Linked DNA regions of Hordeum vulgare: all the other regions are linked to region 1. The links are chromatin contacts, called in public Hi-C maps. All regions are on one chromosome and are shown on one strand. Each heading gives the region's core, a stretch centred on a gene start, on an enhancer-like site or on the middle of the called end of the contact. The rest is flanking DNA. Distances are from core to core; before and after follow the strand shown. Region 1 holds the start of LOC123410436 (transcription termination factor MTEF18, mitochondrial-like). Region 2 holds the start of LOC123413565. Region 3 holds the start of LOC123407386.

The links. A called contact is a pair of places that touch in the nucleus more often than the background predicts.
Region 2: a Hi-C map of seedling shows a contact between it and region 1, with 8 times the contacts expected there. The contact joins the promoter of LOC123413565 here to the promoter of LOC123410436 in region 1. A contact is called at or near these places in 3 of 6 Hi-C or Micro-C datasets (leaf and seedling).
Region 3: a Hi-C map of seedling shows a contact between it and region 1, with 6 times the contacts expected there. The contact joins the promoter of LOC123407386 here to the promoter of LOC123410436 in region 1. A contact is called at or near these places in 2 of 6 Hi-C or Micro-C datasets (leaf and seedling) and 1 of 1 datasets of contacts at active chromatin or transcription factors (embryo).

The regions. Positions count from the first base shown.
Region 1 is chr7H:189,545,422-189,548,914 of MorexV3_pseudomolecules_assembly, forward strand. It overlaps LOC123410436 (transcription termination factor MTEF18, mitochondrial-like), which reads left to right and starts at 1,729. Exons shown (of 1, transcript XM_045103380.1): 1 at 1,729-3,493. The coding sequence starts at 1,827.
Region 2 is chr7H:190,422,549-190,426,041 of MorexV3_pseudomolecules_assembly, forward strand. LOC123413565 reads left to right here and starts at 1,830. Exons shown (of 9, transcript XM_045106496.1): 1 at 1,830-2,126; 2 at 2,598-2,804; 3 at 2,888-2,990; 4 at 3,082-3,161; 5 at 3,250-3,327. The coding sequence starts at 1,941. LOC123413566 (EEF1A lysine methyltransferase 4) reads left to right here. Exons shown (of 9, transcript XM_045106499.1): 8 at 1-119; 9 at 213-452. The coding sequence ends at 269.
Region 3 is chr7H:188,840,152-188,843,644 of MorexV3_pseudomolecules_assembly, forward strand. It overlaps LOC123407386, which reads left to right and starts at 1,946. Exons shown (of 15, transcript XM_045100512.1): 1 at 1,946-2,316; 2 at 3,134-3,261; 3 at 3,367-3,438. The coding sequence starts at 2,118.

The DNA.
Region 1 (3,493 bases), core at 479-2,978:
CAACGTTTCCCCGCGAGGGATGCCTGACAGTACTACACGGCAGGGTGACAGTGGAGACGCGCTCCCTCTATTGGCTCAGACGCAGCCATTTGCAAGCATCTCAGTTGCAGCCGAACTCCAGGAAGGCTCAGATATATCTGAAACTGCTATAGCATCACTGACTACACTAGCAGCACCAACAGTTCCATCGTTGGCACCAGCAGAAGTAGCAGTTTTAGCATGCATCACACGATAAAAAACAAGTGTTTCTAAACCAAAAGTCTACACTGATGGTACAATCAGGTATGATACTATGGGACGCACATTTCTTACCAGTACCGGTGAACCCATTAATTTGAGTGATGCACTTGTTCATGTGGAGTGGAAAAGGGCAATGGATGATGAATATCATGCCCTCATGAAGAATAAAACTTGGCATCTTGTACCACCAGAAAAAGGTAAAAATGTGATTGAATGTAAATGGATTTATAAGATCAAAAGAAAATTAGATGGCAGTATAGACAAATACAAAGCTAGATTAGTTGCAAAAGGGTTTAAACAAAGATTTGGTATTGATTATGAGGATATCTTTAGCCCTGCTGTAAAATCAGCTACTATTAGACTTTTGTTGTCAATTGTTGTTTCGAGAGGATGGAGTCTTCGTTAGCTAGATGTTCAGAACGTGTTTCCTCATGGTGTTCTGGAGGAAGAAGTGTTCATGCGGCAACCACCAGGATATGAGAATACAAACACACCAGGGTATGTCTGTAAGTTAGATAAAGCTTTATATGGTTTGAAATAGGCACGAGAGCATGGTACTCAAGACTGAGCATAAAATTGCAACAACTTGGGTTCATACCATCCAAGGCAGATATTTCTTTGTTCATCTACCATAAAAGGAATATTATTATGTTCATGTTAGTATATGTTGATGCTATAATTATTATGAGTTCCAGTTCAGATGCCACTACCAGCTTGCTTACAGATTTAAGGTTAGAATTTGCTCTAAAGGATTTAGGAGATCTTCACTATTTCCTTGGTATTGAAGTCAAGCAGGTAACCAATGGTATACTTCTTACTCAAGAAAAATATACCACTGATATACTCAGAAGAATGGGTTTGGAACAGTGCAAAGTTGTGAGTACTCCCCACTCAGTCTCAGAGAAACTTACCGTTGACAGTGAGAAGCTCTTGATCCTGATGATGCAACAAACTATAAAAGTGTTGTAGGTGCTTTGCAATACTTGAGTCTTACTCGTCCTGATATTTCTTATTCGATGAAGAATATCATTCATGTTAGAAGTAACTTTGCATGGTCAAATTAAATGATCTGGCCGTAATTCGTCCGTGCTGTGTGTGTAGCTTACACTGTGTGCATGTAGTGATGAATAGATACGGGGCTGAGGCATATCAGGAGGAAGCATCCTTCCTTCTGTGCGGAGTACAAAAAAAAGGATCATTTGTGCAGCTGCTCCATTTCGTATGGGCCCGGCCCAAAAACACACGGATCAGCAAGTCTGGACCTTTCTGGGCTAGTATCAACCAAGCACCAGCACCCCAGATATCGCCCGCAGCTCCCAAACCCCAGGTCCTCCCAGCCGCCTCGTCGCCGTCGCCGTCGCCGTCATGGCAGCCGCTCGTCCCGCCGTGCTCCGGCCTCCAGCTGTTTGCGCGTGACCTGCGCCCTGACGCCGGCTGCTACTGCGCGACCCTGTTTCGTCTGGGCGTCGGACGTCGTCTTGGCCGCCTGGAGTCCGCGTCGTCTGGAGCCGTAAGCGGCCGCCGTGGAGCAGCGCCCGGCCGATTGGTCCTGAAGCCGGCGCGATTCCTGCTGCTTCGTTTTCGCCATGAACAACCACCTCCGCGCCGCTTTAGGGGCGGTCCGCCTCCGGTGGGCTCCTGGTGCCCTCGACAAACCCTCCAGAGTGCCGCCGTGCTGTGCTGCCAGTTGGCGGCATGTCCAAGGATCATTCCCGGCATCGGGTTGGGTTGCTCCAAGTGGCCATGGGATTCAGCGGCGGCCCTATTCAGCCACTCCCATCCACAGCGAGGGGGGAACCTTGGTGGATGAAGAGGAGGACGAGGTGGATCGGAAGATCAGGCAAATGGAGAGGAGGCGGGAGGTCCGCGCCGCGCAGAAGACGTTCATGGAGTACCTCCATGTCACGCGCGGCATGTGCTTCAGCGACGCCGAGCATATAAGCAAGCGCTCGCCTGTTTACCTCAGCAAGCTGTTGGAGGAGGTGAAGCATGCCCTGAAGGAGCCCCCGGAGGGGGGAACCGAGCTGGTCTTCAGGTCCAAGGTGAAGAAGAGGGATATGAAGGATGAAAGGGTCAGCAAGGCCCTGGTGCGGTTATTTCAATTCAACCCTGTCAATGAGTTTGAGCCCTTCTTGGAGAGCATCGGCCTCGGACCAAGGGAGTGCAGTTCCTACTTGCCTCGGGATCTCATGTTTCTCACCGACGACGAGATGTTGCTCGACAACTTCCGCCAGCTTTGCAATTACGGCATTGCACGCAGGAAGATAGGGAGGATATACCGGGAGGCTACGGAGGTGTTCAGTTTTGGCCATGGTGTGCTTGCATCTAAACTGAACGCCCTTGAGGAACTCGGGTTCAGTAGGACCAGTGTAATCAAGCTCGTAATTGCTTCTCCTGTTGTATTGGTCCGTGACCTGAATGTGGAATTGAAGATCCTCGAGTGGCTAGACGACATTGGAATCCAGCGGGACTGGATTAGTCAATTCTTATCTGCCAGGAAGTCTTATGATTGGAGAAAGATGGTTCGAGTTCCCCGGTTCTTCATTAACTTGGGATTTACGAAGGAAGGTGTTGGTAAATTGGTCAGGCAAAATCCAGATTTCATACTGGATGGTTCAGGACAGATGCTATTTGCAGCGGTTCTCATGATGCTAAAAGCGGGATGTGGAAAAAAGGAGCTGTTTGATCTTTTTATGGACTTCCCAGATGTGTCAGTCGAGGATTTCACAAGGAACCTACGGAGGGGAATGCTGGTCTTAGCTGAGGCTGGCGTAAGCGACGAGGATGTTAACAAGTTTGTTCTTTCTCATGGATCAATGCTTGGTTCTGCCCCATTGAAGATGCTAAACAGCATTGTTACAAATCTCAATGTGGGAAAGAAGCGCCTGCGCAAGATTATACTGGAGGACCCGAAACTGTTGATGAGTTACACATTAGGGTCGAAAGTCAGCCAGCTGCCAAAAGTTGACCCCTTTGAAGTGTCATTCAGTCAGAAAATAAAATTCTTGAAAAGCATAGGATTTGTTGAAGGCTCTGAGGATATGAAGAAGGCACTCAAAACATTCCGTGGTAAAGGTGATGAACTACAAGGTCGGTACGAGTTCTTGGTGAATAATACTGGGTTGGACCCAAAAGATGTAGTAAACATGATCAAGATGGCTCCACAGATTCTGAACCAGAGGATTGATGTGCTCGAGTCAAAGATATCCTTCCTTGTAAGTGGTACAGGGTATACTCTGAGTGATCTGGTTGC
Region 2 (3,493 bases), core at 580-3,079, 880 kb after region 1:
GAAGTTCCAAAAAGACATGGGATCTGACCGAGCCACTGCCTTTACATGATGACAGTACATCAATTATCAACCTTCTTGGCCCAAAACCTGATGTTCACTATATTTATGTCTGTATAAAGGTTAGCCATCGACAGGATTGTCAAAATCATCCGAACTTGTTTCCTGAACTCTTCATATGACTAGTTATTGAATAGTCTTACATTGTTATGCAGGACAACGACAGTGCAAGAGTGGACTTGAAGACCGAGGTCAATGAAGCAGACAACTGATTGCATATTATAACTTTTTGGATCGTCGTGTATAACCACTGTAGCGAATAATGTAGGGAATATATTTTATAACTCTTAACTGGTGTCGTTGTTGGCAACAATTTGGCAAAATTACAGCTAGGATGTTGCTTTTCCGATCATCGAATTTGGAATAGAAACAGATTTGCTGTTTTCCTGTCTTAAGATTTTGCGCAGAATTTATTTCCGTGTTTGTGGAACATAGGACCTGCTCGCTGTGTGCGAAATCTTAGAGCAAATGATCTAGATTTTCTGCATAAAGTAAAGCCAGAATCTTGTGTGACGGGAAAGTATCTGGGAAAATTTGTGGATGTTCACAACATATGCATAAAAATCCCTAAAAATAATTGAAATCAGTTTTCAGAAGCTATGTTTTTTTTATGTTCACAACATGTGTTTACAATTCCTAAAAAAATAAAAAGAGAAACTTGATTTCTTTTATGGATTGTCCACACATATGTTGCGAACATTCAAATTTTGTTTCTGATTTTTTGTACTTTTGAATTTGATTTTTGTGAGTAGGTAGCACGGTACTGTATTATAAGAGCATCTCCAGCCATCCCCTAACAGGCTCGGCGCAAAAGAATCGCCCAGTCACGTCCTCAAAGCCCAAGTTTAGTTGGTTAGGGTCGAAATTGACGCCTGTGGACCCATGCCGAAGGAAAGGAATTTGAAGCGAAAACAAAGCGCGATAGATTCCTCCTGTGTGGACCCGTCGAGTCAGCGACTGTGCGTCGATGAGAGCCTTCGTTGTCCTCATCGCCTCGGTTCTTGTGCCAGTTGGGTCTCCAAGGTCTCGCGGCGCAGCGATCGCGAGCCGCCGCGCGTCCCGCCCTTTCCCGCCACGCACACATCGCTCCCGCCTTCTCCCCGCTATAAAAGACGGGCCTCGTCGCCGCTCGCCGCACACTCATCATCCCTCGTCTCCTCATCTCTCTTACCTTCAGCGTTGAAAAAACCCCCCGAGGCCATGGCAGAAAGGTTTCAAATTATGTTTTTAGTTCAATTTATACTAATATCAACGGAAACGCTGAATTTCCTTTAAATTTGTGTTGTTTTTGGCCGAATTTAAGCCGAGTTTGATTTAAAAGAAACGACTGTGGCGACCTTGGGGGACGGCTGGAACCCAAGCCCGTGTCGATTTTTCCACCGTCGCACTTCGAGGCGACGCTATTTCAAGCTTTCGGGGCCGAACGGTTGGAGATGCTTTAAGTCTTTAAAGTACCGGATACTTTTTACTTCTAGGACGAGCCTTTGTGGCCATTTTGACAAACCCACATGTAATATTTCTTTATTTTCAGAAAAATAAAGGAACAACTTTTTCACCTTTTTGTAAGCTAAACAACTTTTTGACCTAAGCGTGCGATTTTCTACTGCACCCATCACGATTCAGTTTAGCCGAGGCAAAGGGAAAGTGGAAGAATCCCTCAGGGGAACGGATCCGTCGTCCATCTTCAATCCAACGCCCCCAGATTCGACACGTCTCCCTCTCTTTCCCTCCCCCTCCCTAAAAATCCCTCTCCCCCGTTCTCCAGCCGCCTTCCTTCGGCCCCGCAGCTTTCTCTCTCCTCACCGCCGCGCGTGTGCCCCTCCTTTCTGTCTCCCTCTCTCTCTCCTCCGCGGGCGCTCCCTCACTCTCCTCCCATCCGTCTAATGGAGGCTCTCGCGGGCGCCGCCGCCGCCGCCTCGTCCGCGCTCCTCCCGTCCTTCCCCGCCCACCAGTCTCACTCCCGCGTAGCGCTCCGCGCCCGCCCCTGCGGGCCCCTCCGCGCGGCTTCCGCCGGCGGCGGCGGAGGCAAGGACGACGCCGCCAAGCCGAACGGGACCCCCGTCGTCAAGGTAACGAACAGTGCCTGCACGCTTACGTGATGCGGTGTAAGAAGTGACGAAGATTTTGGTCGGGTGGTGGTTGCTGGGGTATGTTTGTGGTGTGGCAGTGTAGAACATGCTGGGTTTAGGGATTTCTTTCAGATGCGAGGCCCTGGGCCTACCTAGACCTGGGTTGTTCCATTATGTTCTAGGTTTTGAAGCTTGATATCTTTGAAATCGGTCGGGAAGTTTTGTGGATGCCATGAAAGTGAACTTCCTTTAGTACCAAATCAACCTAGAACTTCGGAACGATGAACTAGTTGGGAATCATATCTATGCGTATGGGTTCACAAAGATACTTATTATTTAGCTTCTTGTTGGAATCACAATTAAGGTGATCCTGTATTTATTTTTAACAACTCAGGAGTGAATCAGGTCATTTTCTTTTAGTTTGCCTTTAGTAGGTCACATATCTTTGGTTTGTACTAAATTGCCTGACAGTCGAAGGTTGATCCAAGTCAAAATGGAGCTCTTGGTCCGGTCACAACTGAGAAGTCACGCACGACCTCATCAACCAATACGACTCCTGACTCAAGTGGATCCAGAGCTGGCTTGTTCAGAACCCCTATATCAGGTGGTGTGCAGAGCGCGACTTTTGCCCATGGTTTACCTCCACCGGCTTTGGCTGTTCGCAATTTAATGGAACAGGTAGCTTCTGTTAATTATCTCCTGGCCTTTGGGCTATTTTCTAGCCGGCTGGATGCTTATTCCTGTCTTACTGTGCTCATTAGGCGCGATTTGCTCATCTATGCACTGTCATGTCTGGCATGCATCATCGACGTGCTGGATATCCATTTGGTTCACTTGTTGACTTTGCTAATGACTCAATGGGCCGTAAGATAGCTACTTGGTTACATTTTGGATATAACTTGTACGCTCTGTTTGGCCTCCTTGGGTAATTATTTTGTGTTGATGTCTTGTGCAGACCCTATATTTTCTCTGTCTCCCTTAGCAATCCACACTAGGAACTTGCTCTCTGATCCAAGATGCACACTTGTTGTCCAGGTATGAAGTTTATCAGCATGTCTTACTGGAGTCTAAAGTTTCCTTGCTTGCTAGTAACTGGATAACAGCATCTAGTCCTTCATTACAGGTACCTGGATGGAGTGGATTGTCTAATGCCCGTGTCACGATATTTGGTGATGTCTACCCTTTGCCAGCTGAACAACAGGTTCCTATTTAGCTTCCTTTGTTGCTTGATAATTGATAGTGCAGACAGCTAGGTAATTACTTTTCTGTGGATAAATTTTTTTGAAAGAAAATGGTAGGGAAAGCCCAACAATATGAATAGGAACCTAAATACACGTGTCCACGGGGATCTAAATGGGATTGTACAT
Region 3 (3,493 bases), core at 696-3,195, 710 kb before region 1:
CACGATAACTTTTCCATTGGCGACGACAACATCGTCGTCATCATCGTCCAACCCAATGGATTGGTGGGAGCTTGAGCCATCATTCCTCTTTTTTGTCCTTGAGGTCGGCCATAACTTGTTGTCACTTTGGCTTGCCATTCAATAAGAGCCAACAATGACTAAAAGTAAATGGTCTCTTCTTGACCTCGTGATACAAAGTGGCCGCCACCGCCGCCTAGCATAAAAAATGCGTATGAGCACAAGAATGAAAAACACATGAACATATTAAAATGACAGTAAGATGAGGCGATCGAGCTTACATGAGTTACCACTCCCATCCCACTTTGAGACCGTTTGTTCACTTGTGAGTAGTAACCGACGTACTTGTTCACTTCTCCTTGTATGACCCCATCGATGTTGGAGAGATGCCACATTACGGGCACTCATGATAGGATGCGGCTCCACATACTCATTTCGTTCATGATAGTCCTTCCAATTTTTCTCCCAATACGTGCTCCCCTTTTGCTCGGTGCCACTTATTGGATCCAATGTTGTGTTCAACCAAGATTGAATTAACATGATGTCCTCGTATCTTGAGAAAGCAAGCCCTCTTTCCTTCGACGTCTTGTGCTTCTTCTTCTTCTTGGTAGGATTGGGACCAGATGTTGCCCCAATCACAAATGCGTCGGTCTCCTCCATTTCATATTCCACATGGACCAGATCTTCATTCTCATCGATCATATTTGCCAAGTATGTCTCCTACAGTTCAAGGTTTGCAATCATCTTGTGCAAACTAGTGAACTATACGAAATATTAATCATTTGATCGAACACGAGCAAACGTACCCGGTCTTGTTGAGACGTTTCGTCGAACATGTTGTGGGCAGCCCCCGCGATGGGGTTGCCTGTGCTCACCCGCTCCCGAACGAGCTGTGCGGACTCACACTCTTGGATCGACGACTCCTGCGTGTCTCGAAAGCTCTCCGAAAGGGTCCAGTCGGCCGTCTCATCCTCTTCCTCCTCGGTCTCGTTGATGCCGGACGACACAATTCACGCCGACACTTGCATGGATGGGGTAAGGGGAGCCTGGCGCGCTGGGGGAGACATCTCGCCGACGACGCCCACATGTAGCTGTACGGCCAACTCCCTTTGCTGCTGCCGGTGATGGCGCAGTTTACGAGCGATGTTCTCCGACTTGCAAGACGAAGCGGAGGAAGGCCCGCCGACGGACAAGGTGGACCGTGTCTCCGTCGTGGCGGTCGAGGAAGGGGTTGAAGACATCACGACAACAGATCGGGACATGTGGTGAGGATGGAAAGCAAGGGTGCCGGAAGGCGAGGGATCGGATGCGGGAAATGTTGACGTGCGACGGAAGGAGGAGGAACGGTTTAGGGGATTTGGTGCAATTTAAGGTATGGTCAGGCTATCGAGTCCAGCGTGACGGACGTGCCATGTGCGCCCAGGCTTCCCCGTATACATCCCATATTGAACTAAAAATGAAGGGTATGAGTTATTCTGAACGTTTGAGGTCGGTTTGAGAGCTTCGTCTGAATTTTTTTTTTTATAACCGATCAAACTATCCACCCAAATGTTTGAAAAGGGTATGAGAGACATAGATGCAAGTGTCTACGATGGCTTATCAACCATAAAATCTGTCAACTCAGCCTACGTGCGAGGCGTGCCCGATACGGGCGCCCCCACGAGCCACCCACCTGTCCCGGACGGCATCCAACATCCACCGCCACCGGACAGGCACGGCACGGCCCGCCGGGTCAGCGACCCATCACGGCATGTGGATCCATCCCGTCCTCGCGGCCTCCACGTGCCACGTCACGTGCTGCCCGCGTAAGGGAGGGAAAGAAATGGAAAGAGAGATTTTTTTATTTTTATTTTTATGAAAGCACGGAAGGAAAGATCCGTCCTGCGCTTCGCCACGACACGACACGCGGGGCACGAACGAGCAGGAGCCGTGCAACCCCCTTACGCCGCCCGTCGCTACTGCCTCTCTGCTCTCTACAACTACACACACACACACACACACACACACAGAACTCGTCCCCCCTCCCCCCATTTCCATCCCTGGCGGTCGCGGTCGCGGTCGATAGAAACGAAGGATTTTGGGTTACAGGAGGCGGCGATATGGGGATCTCGAGGCGGTTCCTCCTCCTCCTCCTCGCGGCGGCGCTGGTGTTCGCCGCCGGGGCGGCCGCGGAGGAGCAGGCGGCGGCGGACCCGGCGGGGGCCGGGGAGATCGCGGCGGGCGGAGTCAAGGAGGCCGCCGAGGCGGCCGCGCTCCGGGCGGAGCTGGCGCAGCTCAGGGAGAAGATCTCCGCCTTAGGTCAGTCCACTGCCCTCCTCGCCCCGGTCACCGTCCGAATCGTACTACTATCAGTATTTCTATATGTGGGCGGGTGAGGGGATTGGGTCGGGGCTGGTCGGATTCGTGCTCTGAGCTAGGTTCGCCGTACGATGCATGATTGGGAGCTGAGATGCACGATTGGGTGTTGAGAGTAACAACCCTGACAAAATCCGCATGGTTTCTGGTTTGGCAAAAGCCTGTACTTTTCCCTTTACGTATGAAATGAAATGCTATTCTACTGTATAGAAGCTACCTTTTGGAAGGACTTTTTTTTTTCCCCCGCGAATACGTTTTGGAAGGATCATTTGACTCTAGTGGCTGGTTACATATGTACTGTGTGATCGTGCACTTGTGCTTTCTTGGTTGCTGAGGTAAATTTGAGTCTTTCACATTAAAAAATCTCTAGTTCTTGGCCTGAATTTTTCTTTTAAAATTGGCGAACTTTACATGGAATAAGAGGCTAGTATCACTAAAGAGCTCAACTATGTATGTTACAGGCAATATATATACTACTCCCTCCGCCCCATAATATTAGAGCCTTTTTGACACTAGAGTAGTGTCGAAAACACACTTATATCATGGGAATTGGGACGGAGCGAGTATTTGGTTATTACTACATGTTTCCGCCAAGAGCAAAATTAACCTGCATAAGTTTGGCATGCCAAGTTTGCTGATCTCACCAAAAGCCTTGCCAGTTGGCGGTTACTAATTGCGCAAGATGAATTTGCACACCATGATCCTACCAGATACCCTCGTGACCTCATCTAAGTGAGGTCTAATTGTTTTCGTCCTACAGAGTCAGACATCGCAGACAGATCCCAGGACCTGAAGAGCAAGGATGATGGCATCGCGAAGCTGGAGAAGGACATTGGGGACAAGTCACAGAAGATTGCTACTCTGCAGAGCGAGATCACATCTCTCCAGGTATGCATTATGATAGATATACGGACATGCTTCTCAACTCTAAGCATCATTTCGGGAAAGTATCTTAAACGTTACTTTGTGGCCTTATTTTTTTTCCTTATGCAGAAAACGGGTTCTGTAGCTGCTGAGGAGCAGGCAGGCAAGGCCATTGCTCGGGCTGTTGAGCTTGAGAAGCAGGTATGGAGGATGAAAGCTAAATAACAGTTGAAATTCTCGATTATGAGCTTGTGGT